Regions from separate parts of the Mus musculus genome. Here all the other regions are linked to region 1. The links are chromatin contacts, called in public HiChIP or PLAC-seq and promoter capture Hi-C maps. All regions are on one chromosome and are shown on one strand. The core of a region is the stretch at or near the end of the contact, and the rest is flanking DNA. Distances in the headings are between cores, read along the strand shown.

The links. Promoter capture Hi-C pulls out the DNA fragments that hold promoters and counts their contacts. HiChIP or PLAC-seq counts read pairs in DNA pulled down with a chosen protein or histone mark.
Region 2: a contact with region 1 is called in a promoter capture Hi-C map of pre-B cells, with 2.7 times the contacts expected there. The contact joins the promoter of Neurl1b here to the promoter of Axin1 in region 1. A contact is called at or near these places in 1 of 39 promoter capture datasets (pre-B cells), 1 of 484 Hi-C or Micro-C datasets (CD8 T cells), 1 of 115 datasets of contacts at active chromatin or transcription factors (pancreatic cancer cells) and 1 of 9 other capture datasets (adipose tissue).
Region 3: a contact with region 1 is called in a FOXA1 HiChIP or PLAC-seq map of pancreatic cancer cells. The contact joins the promoter of 1700049J03Rik here to the promoter of Axin1 in region 1. A contact is called at or near these places in 1 of 39 promoter capture datasets (pre-B cells), 2 of 115 datasets of contacts at active chromatin or transcription factors (memory CD8 T cells and pancreatic cancer cells) and 1 of 9 other capture datasets (liver).

Annotation. Positions count from the first base shown.
Region 1 is chr17:26,137,259-26,140,045 of GRCm38.p6, forward strand. Axin1 (axin 1) reads left to right here and starts at 1,428. Exons shown (of 11, transcript NM_009733.2): 1 at 1,428-1,783. Gm46600 (a long non-coding RNA gene) reads right to left here and starts at 1,494. Exons shown (of 3, transcript XR_001782196.2): 1 at 1,143-1,494; 2 at 15-83.
Region 2 is chr17:26,413,467-26,416,488 of GRCm38.p6, forward strand. Neurl1b (neuralized E3 ubiquitin protein ligase 1B) reads left to right here and starts at 1,393. Exons shown (of 5, transcript NM_001081656.3): 1 at 1,393-1,529. The coding sequence starts at 1,499.
Region 3 is chr17:26,564,537-26,567,445 of GRCm38.p6, forward strand. It overlaps 1700049J03Rik (a long non-coding RNA gene), which reads right to left and starts at 1,535. Exons shown (of 4, transcript XR_001782188.2): 1 at 1-1,535. All of the region lies in intron 1 of Ergic1 (endoplasmic reticulum-golgi intermediate compartment (ERGIC) 1), which reads left to right.

The sequences.
Region 1 (2,787 bases), core at 178-2,677:
TTGGGGATACCTACCACCGTGGGCCAGCAGGAGGATGGACGTGGACTTGATCCCGAGAGCCTGGCCTGGCCGCAGCAGCAGCTCTACAGAATCAAGGCAAGCATTGGGGTCCGGGTTTGGGAGTGGGGAGGATGCCCAAGGCCAAGGCTATCTACTGCTCACTCAGTGGTCGTGATTGTTTCTTCTAATGGTATGAGGCTGAATGGTCTGGGTCAGGGGCTGCTAGAGAGTCTCCAGTGCCCAGAGGCCGGAGGACCTGAGGCTGCATTAGATGGACAGAAGTGAACATGAAACTTGTCCTGGCATTTGAGGGGGGGGGCACTATCTATACCCCAGCCCCAGACCTGAGGCTCAGTGATGAGTCTAGGAGGGGAATTTGTCAGGCTTGGTCACCCTAGTAGCTATAGTTCAAGTGGTTCCTTCTCTATACATAGCAATCCTGGTCCTCGGTACTGTGCTAAGTCCTCTTAAGGGACAGGTGGCAGGGTTAGGATCACCCCAGTCAGCTGTGGGTTTAGAGTCTGAAGCCAGTACTACTGCTTTTGCCTGTGAGCCATGAAGAAGGGACAAGGCAATGAGGGAGAACAATGTCCAGAACAAAACATGGCAGTGGCACTGGCAGCAGCAGTATAAAAGCATGTAGATGGCAAGTGCAGATGCAGCCAGTATAGGGTGGTATGGGTACCAGGAGTCCTCTGGCCAAGGTGAGGTCTGGGTGGGTGCGTACTAAGCCTAGGTCACAACTTTTTGTCTGCAAAATGGACTACCTGAGAGGTGTCAGGGGCTGATTTGACTGGTAGATGACATTCTTAAGTGCAGTAATTACTTGTGTTCACATATTTCTCCTTGGGATGTGGCTGACCGAGGGTTGAGACCTGCCAAGTAGAGAGTTGTGCATCTATGTTCCTGTGGTGGGGCAAAATGGAGTTGACTCTTTGCGCTTGCAGACTTAGCAAGAGATGCCTTGCAGACATTATAAGTGTTATGTGTGTATTTGTGTGGAGGGCGACCAGCTACCCAGAAACTCTACTCTCTCAATAGCATCTGCGATCAGATATGAGTGGTCTGCCTTCAGTGTACTGGCCTAGGGTTCAGTGATGGCTGTGGTTGTTGAGCGCGCTCAGGGCTGTTTCCCATGGCACCTTTCGGGACGAGCAGTAGTCGTTGCCCCATTGGGCATCCTCCGCGGCTACGTTTCTTTTCAGCGGCACTCCTAGTTCACGCCCCGCCTTCACCACCGCAAGACAGTGCTTGGCTCCTGAGTACGCCGCAGTCCCGCCTTTCGCTCAAGACTCTGCCCCTTACTCTTCTTGTCCTCGGACTCCCACCCGCCCCGTGTTAGAAGCTCCGCCCCACACCGTGGTTCTGCCTCTACAACGAGACCCAGCCTCCGCAGCAGTCCCGCCCCACACCACGGCCCCGCCCCCGCACTTCCGGGCGGCGCCGGCGGGGGCGCTCAGGCCTGGGCTTCAGGGCTCTGGGCTCAGGCTCCCGGCTCAGGGAAGCGCTTGCGGCCGCCGCCGCAGGAGCCTGCTGGGGTCGGGCTGGAGCCTGGTTCCAGAGAGGGCTGGTGAGAGTGAGCAGCCGGTTTTGGCGGCGCTCTGCGGCCTGCCTTGCGCCGCCTCCGGGCCACGGGTCGCCGAGCCGCCGCCGCCGCCGCGATGGGGGCCCCCCAGGGCCGCGCCCCCGCCGTGGCCCGCCCGCTGAGCCGCCGCTGAGCGCATGGGCCTCGCCGGGCCGGGAGCCAGGCCCCGGGCCGCGCCTCCACAGCCGCCGCGCGCTGGTGAGTAGTGGGAGCCGACGGGCGCGCTCCTGTGGCGCGGAGGCCTGCTGCCCGGGGCTGCGGGAGTAGGCCGCGCTAGGCCGGCGTACGCGGACCCGGAAGAGAGGGGCGCGCGGGTTGCGGGCGGGAGGCGTGCCGGAGCGCGGCCCCTGATGTGCGAGGTTGTGCCCGGCGTAGGGAGACCTGAGATCCAAGGGGACGTTGAGCGGAAGAGGTGGCAGGCTCCGCAGTATGAGTAGAGGCGTGGGGACTGCATGGTATGCTAGGTATATATGAGGAGAAGGGCTTGGGGGTGGGGGGGGCGATGTGCCAGGGACAGGACGATAGTAGGGCATGGGGAAAGCAAGGCCTGTTTGAACAGGACCAGGGACTAAGGAAAAGCAAGGATTCTAAGAATGATGTACAGGTGGGTGTGTGTCTGCCGAGTGTGGTGTACTGTTGATGGGTCTGGGACACATTTAGGATATGGGTGAGTGGGTGCTGAGAAGCTGCTGGTGCTAGACTGTGTGTGTGTCTTCCTTTGCGCTATCCCCTAGTCCCTATGAAAAAGTAAAGTAGGGACGAGTAAGAACAATCCAAGGAGGGCACTCTCTGGTGTGGTTTGGCTTGCCAGATAACCACTTGTCCTGGTGTTCATTGCCTTACTTAATAATGCTCCCCCCAAACAAAACAAATTCACCCAAAACCAAAGCCCAGAGCGAGCATTTTTAGTTGGGCATAAGGATTTTTTTCGGCTCATCTGAAGATAACTTGTAAAGAGTTCGCAATAACTGTGTACTCCTCCCCTTTACTCCAATGCGTTCCTTTACTCACAGTCCGTTTTGGAGAACATGGAGTCTGACTTTACCTGAGAGAGGCAGTACTAGCTGGTTTCAGTTTTAGAGCCCACTTCAGGGCCGAGAAAATATAGGGAGCACAGAGATTTTGTTTGATTTTTCAGCAGTATTGACTTGTCCTACATCTTTCAGAGAAACACCGTTACGACTTTATGTGATGGGGGACTG
Region 2 (3,022 bases), core at 143-2,642, 280 kb after region 1:
TGCTGGAGTGCTCTGAAAGTGGCTTTTTAACAGCAGCTTCCCCACCCTGCCGCCACAAAGTCCTGTTGCCCTGAGCCATTTTATCTAAGTGAAATTCCTCAACTCCTTTTATAGCAATGGCGACCTCTCTAAGGACCCCAGGGTCATACAGAGTGAAGGCCTACCCAGCTAAAGTACCTTTGCCCACCAGAGTTTGGGGTGAAATTTTAAATAACTGAGAGCACTTGTAATTGAGAATTAGAAACTCAGTACAGAATAGGTCTGGCCATGGCTTCCTGGGGAACAACAGAGGAGAGTCTGAGGACAACGAGAAACCAAGGCAGGAGGCGGTCCTCTGAGCACCTCTTTTTACTCCGTTTCAGAGGGAGCTTGCCCTCAGCCACTGGGAGATAGGTTTGGACATCTCGTCTACCCACTGACCCTCGGTTTACCCTGTCTGTGCTGTGGAGGTAATAACCCTGCTTCCTAAACTGACGAGAGTACTGAGTATGGGAGTCTGAAAGTAATGGTTAGGGACTGGGTCTCCTCACAGAGTCATTACACCTCCCCCACCTTGGTGTGTTAGTCTGTGAATTGGACTAGGGGTGGCATGGGCTAGCTGGCCTTTTATAGAAGAGTAGCCAAGGCTGGAAGGTTCTGAGAAAAGATTTATGCGGTGGGAGTGGATGCACCTCCCCCTCTCAGCCCCCTCCCCCCCCCCAACGCCGCCGCCTCGTACCTCCTGGCAACACTACCCACCTCACATGCCACCTCGTTCTCTCAAAAACCCTCAGCCGGCCCTATCTGACACTTCAATGTTATTGTTGGTTTTGACCACTATGTGATCTTGATTGCTAATTTTCTCTTCCTTGAGAGCAGGGACTGCGTCTGGGGCTCAGCAGAGGGCCTGGTACATAGGGTGTGGGCAGTACTTTAATGAAGAAGGCACAGTGAGCTCAAGTCTGGGTCCCGCCCCCCCCCCTAAACAACCACTACATACTGAAGTCTCTCCTCCTAGGTATGCGGCCTAGGGGATGGAGAAGTTCCCCATCCCTACCCCCCACCCCCATCTCACCCTGGATGGACTGTCATGGAGCCCTTGACACTGTCTGGCGTGACCTGCATGTGTGCGCGTCGTCCCTGAGTCGAGGCACCACCCAAAGTGGCCGAATGCCTGGACAAGGACTCGGCACCCGGCGACCCATCCCGATTGGCAAAAAGAGCAAGGTCGGTGCGCGCGGGAACGACGAGGGCAGGAGGCCAGCCCCGCCTCTCCAGCGCGCTACCGGTGCAAACTTTCAAAAGACGCGGCGGCGGCCCCAGCCCCGCCCAAGCACGGTTGGTGGCGGGCGCGGGGGCGGGGCGGGCGCGCCCGGGCCGGTGGCTCCGCCTCCTCCCGCCGCCGCCCGCGCCGCCCATCTGCCGCCCGCCGGTCGCCGGTGCAGCGGCAATGCCCCGCAGCCCGGCCGCGGCCCCCGGCCCGCCCAGCTAGCCCCGCGCCGCGAGTCTCGGAGTAGCGATGGGCAACACGGTGCACCGGACCCTGCCAGGTACGCCCGGAGCCGCGCCCCGAAGTGGCGCGGAGCGCCTGGTCCTCCCCGGGTCGTCGCAGCCGCGGAGCCCGGGTGCAAGCCAGAGCCTGGTTGCCGGAGCCCGAGCCCCGGAGCCGCACCCCTGCAGGGATGTGCGGACCCCTCCTGGTTTTCCTGGCCTTGGCCGTGCGCCCCACGCCTTTGTTCCAGCCGGAGGTCGCTAATGAGCGAGCCGGAGGGAGGTATCGGGGCTTCCCCCGGCCGGAACCCTTCAGGGGGGTTGCAGGGCGCGGGTGTCCCGGGTCTCCGCGTACAGTCCACAGGCGCCCCCGGCACACGTGCTAGTTCTTGGCGGCGTTCCCACGCGCGCCCGGCTGCGCCCCGTTCGGGTGTCCGTTCTGTTGGGGGCCCTCCCAGCCCCATCTGAGCCATTGCTGTGGGGCGCATCGCCCCCTAGTTAAAAGCGCCCTAGAATTTCCTAGACCCGAGAAAGGCGGTGGGCGAGGGGCGTGGGGCGGGCGTGCGGAGGCCGGGGGACGCCACGCCTCGCTGAAAATACCTAGTGATGGTGGAACATGTCAGCGCGCCGAGGCTGTCACTGCCTGTCTGCAAAGAATCGTCCTCCTAAGAAAAGACACCCCGATTTTACACAAGAAGTTTAACCTCAGTACAGGAGAAATGACCCGGTGACAGGCAGTGGTGGGAGACTGCATGGGCCCTGTCAGCCTGTCTGCCCCGCCCCTCACCCCCACTGTGTCCCAAGTCTTCAGAAGTGTTTGGGCATAAAACTGGGCATTCGGCATTCGCAGCATCCTTAAGCAGAGGCTCTCTCTCTCTCTCTCTCTCTCTCTCTCTCTCTCTCTCTCTCTCTCTCTCTCTGTGTGTGTGTGTGTGTGTGTGTGTGTGTGTGTTGGGGGAGGGTAGTTCAGAGAAGAAGCAAGTTGGCTGTAGGTCAGATTTAGCACAGCCCAGCTGACACCCCATCTCTGTTCTGACACCCCCACAGCCCTTCCTCCGGCAGTTATCCTAATAGAGTTGTCTCTTCCCCTGGAAGGGATTGGACCAACCTGAGACCTAAGGACCACTGGGGAGACAGACAGCCCCTTCTACTAACAAGCCCCTGGGTGGCTTTTACTGGATCATTCCTAAGGTCAGCCAGGTGGAGTCACAGGCTGGTCAGCTTCAGAGGTGGCTTTGGAACCTGGGTCTGTACTAGACAGAGTGATAACCGCTTCTTGCTAGGCTGAAGAGACCCAGCCACCGATCTGGAGGGACCTGAGGTCACATCAGAGATGGCAGTCACAGAAGCCCATGACGGAGACACAGTACATACTCAACTAGAATTCCTGTGCTATTCTGGTTGGTTTTTTAAAAAGCCATTCTGCCACCTGTGGGTCACACTTGGAGCAAGGCAAGGGACAGGCTGTCTCACCAGGTGCTCACACATTGCTGGGGTGCCCATTCCCCTGGAGTCTGATGCTGTGGGTGGAGCACTCTAGGCTGGGGGCTCA
Region 3 (2,909 bases), core at 285-2,784, 430 kb after region 1:
GAGGTTGAGCCTTAAATGATTACCGTGTTTGCTTTGTTCCCGTTGAGCGGTTTTACTGATACTGATCATTGAACTCACAGAACTGGCTTTTGTTACCTAGGTCCGGGGGTGTTGTTCCCAGTTCCGGCTGACTGGTGGCACTTGCTGCCTGTTACTCCAGAGGCTTTGACAGCCTCCGTCCCCAGAGCCTGAGCCCCACTTTCAGGAGAGAGGCAATGGCTAGCTCTGCCACAGTGGCAGTCCCCGTGTTGAGACCCCATGATCTAAGAGTGGTGTGCTCCTCCCCTGGCTAGCTGTGTGCTCACTTCAAGGAGGGAGGGGGATGTGTGCTGCCTGTCGGGCAAGAAAGCTGTCCTTGCAGCGCAGAGCCCAGGTTCAGATGCTGATCTGGGGGACCCAGTGCACAATGCAAGTTCAGTTCTGTTGAGAAAGGATAGAGTTTCAGTATGGGTGACCCCGAGTGACAGCGCAGGTCATTTGATTGTGGTGCTGGCCCCATCATGACTTGGTTTGGTCTCCTCCACTGCTTACTGTAGCTTTCCAAAGGTCTTCTCCCCTCAGGGGACTTGAGTGGACCTTGCAAAAGTCTCTCTCTCTCTCTCTCTCTCTCTGTCTGTCTGTCTCTGTCTCTTGTGTTTCCCTCTTTCTTGTTTGCAGTGCTGGGAATGGAACCCATGACCTTGCACATGATGGGCATGTATTTTACCACTGAGCTACCCCACCTGGGTCCCAGCATGACCCTCTTGAAGTTGGCTTGAGGTTTTTCTGCACCCTACTTTCAGTCTTCAAATGAGTGATGTTGATCTGAGAATCCAGTCTGGTTTCCTCAGTGTCTGACATGCCTTCCCCAGTGGGCCTTGCTGAAAGCTGAAGTCCCTTACTCTCTGTGGTAGGCTAAGCTGACCAACCACTGAGGCTCTGACAGTTCACTGTCAATTGAGGGACCAATACAAATGCCCCCATTTCTACCTTGGCATTCCAGGAAGAGCCAGAGACCGATGGGTTAGTCCACGTACTTCACGGCATGTTTATAAAAATATTACTGAAAATTCAGACTGGAGGCGGAATGACCTGTAAAACCCAGGTTGAGTTTATTGAGCTTGTCCAGGTGCTGAGCCCTGTTGAGTGAGCTGCACTGGGGGAGTCTCACAGGGGTGACTCGTTCACACATACACACACACACACACACACACACACACACACACAGAGTGAGCTGCACTGGGGGAGTCTCACAGGGGTGACTCGTTCACACATACACACACACACACACACACACACACACACAGAGTGAGCTGCACTGGGGGAGTCTCACAGGGGTGACTCGTTCACACATACACACACACACACACACACACACACACAGAGTGAGCTGCACTGGGGGAGTCTCACAGGGGTGACTCGTACACACACACACACACACACACACACACACACACACACACACACACACACACACACACACTGCAGGCCCTGAAGACCCTTCTTAGTCATCCCACCTTAGTGAGCAGGCCTGAGGGCATTTGCAGGAGCTGATACAACACTGCTGTTCCCTTGTAGAGCAGCCGCTCTGCCCCATGGGCTAGAAGCGCTCTCTTTCCTGGTCCCTAGATTCAGAGAGAGGCAAAACCTCCTCTAAGAATGCATCTCCTTCCTCCTTGCTAACCCTGCCCCAGCGTGCTCCTCATGAATCTTTTAACCGTCTGCAGGCACTCCATGCTTCCCTTTCTACCCCTTTTCCTCTCTTCTTCTCTCTATCACCTGATTCCATAATCTTCTAAAATTAATTTTTTGCTAAAGTCCCCATCCCAAACGTAAATGTAACTTTTATTCATCAGACGTGATTGTTGTCTTGGAGGCTTACTGCTGGAATAAACTTACCCTTTCTAGCTCTTTCTGAACTCTTGGCTGGCTGATTCAGCTCAGTTGTTTTGGCCCAAACTCCTGTCTAAGCTGACTGATTCAAACTGGCTCCTCTCAGCTTTGGACTGAATTGCTCTACTTGGCCTTAAACTAACTCTGGCAGTCTGTTCTAATTTTCTGGGTCCTTCTCGTTCTCTGGATAATAGCCGTGTTCATGCACTTGCCTGGAACAGTCCCTCTCTGGCCATTTGGATTCCTGACTCTGGTAAGGAAGGCAGGCATTCTGCCTGAGGCTTGCCTTGCACCTCCAGATCAGTGAGGCAGCACCTGGTTGCCCATGGGCATTGCTTGAAATCAGAACAGAGCTAGCTGTGGGTCTGCTAAAGCTTTTCAGTGAGTGATGCCAACCCAGAGGTGAGAAGGATTGCTCTGAGTTGGAAGAGTCACAAGCAGGTGGGTTGGAGCCCTCAGGGAGCAGGGCATTGGAGGAGCCCTGGTGGGCAACCCTGGAGAAAAGAGTTCTGGCCCTACCTGACCCTCCTGTTTGATCTTAAACAGTCTGGTTTTCTACTTCTACAGTGGCCAATAAAGAGAGCCAGGCTCAGATCTCTCTCTCTCTCTCTCTCTCTCTCTCTCTCTCTCTCTCTCTCTCTGTGTGTGTGTGTGTCTGTGTCTGCTGGATATTAAGTGTAGGGCATAGCTGGTATTCTCCCACTGAGTTATACTGTCACCCCTAATATTTTGAGATAGGACCTGCTAAATTGCCCATACTACTGTAGCATCCATGAAGGGCTGCATGGAAGGAACCAGGGCCTGGGTCAGCCCAGTTGGTGCCAGATGTGTGATCTAAGGAGCCCTGCTGTCTTGTGCCTGGCACCGTTTCTCAGAATACAGTTTGACCTGTTAAGGAAGGGCAATTAGCCTAGTCATCTGTTGTCAGCTTGAGTGTGTAGGTCTATTAACCTAATTACATTGGTTATATATGTGGGAGGAGTACAGGATAGGCAGCCCTCCGGCACTCCTGTGTGTTTATTCTGAAAGTTCGTGAC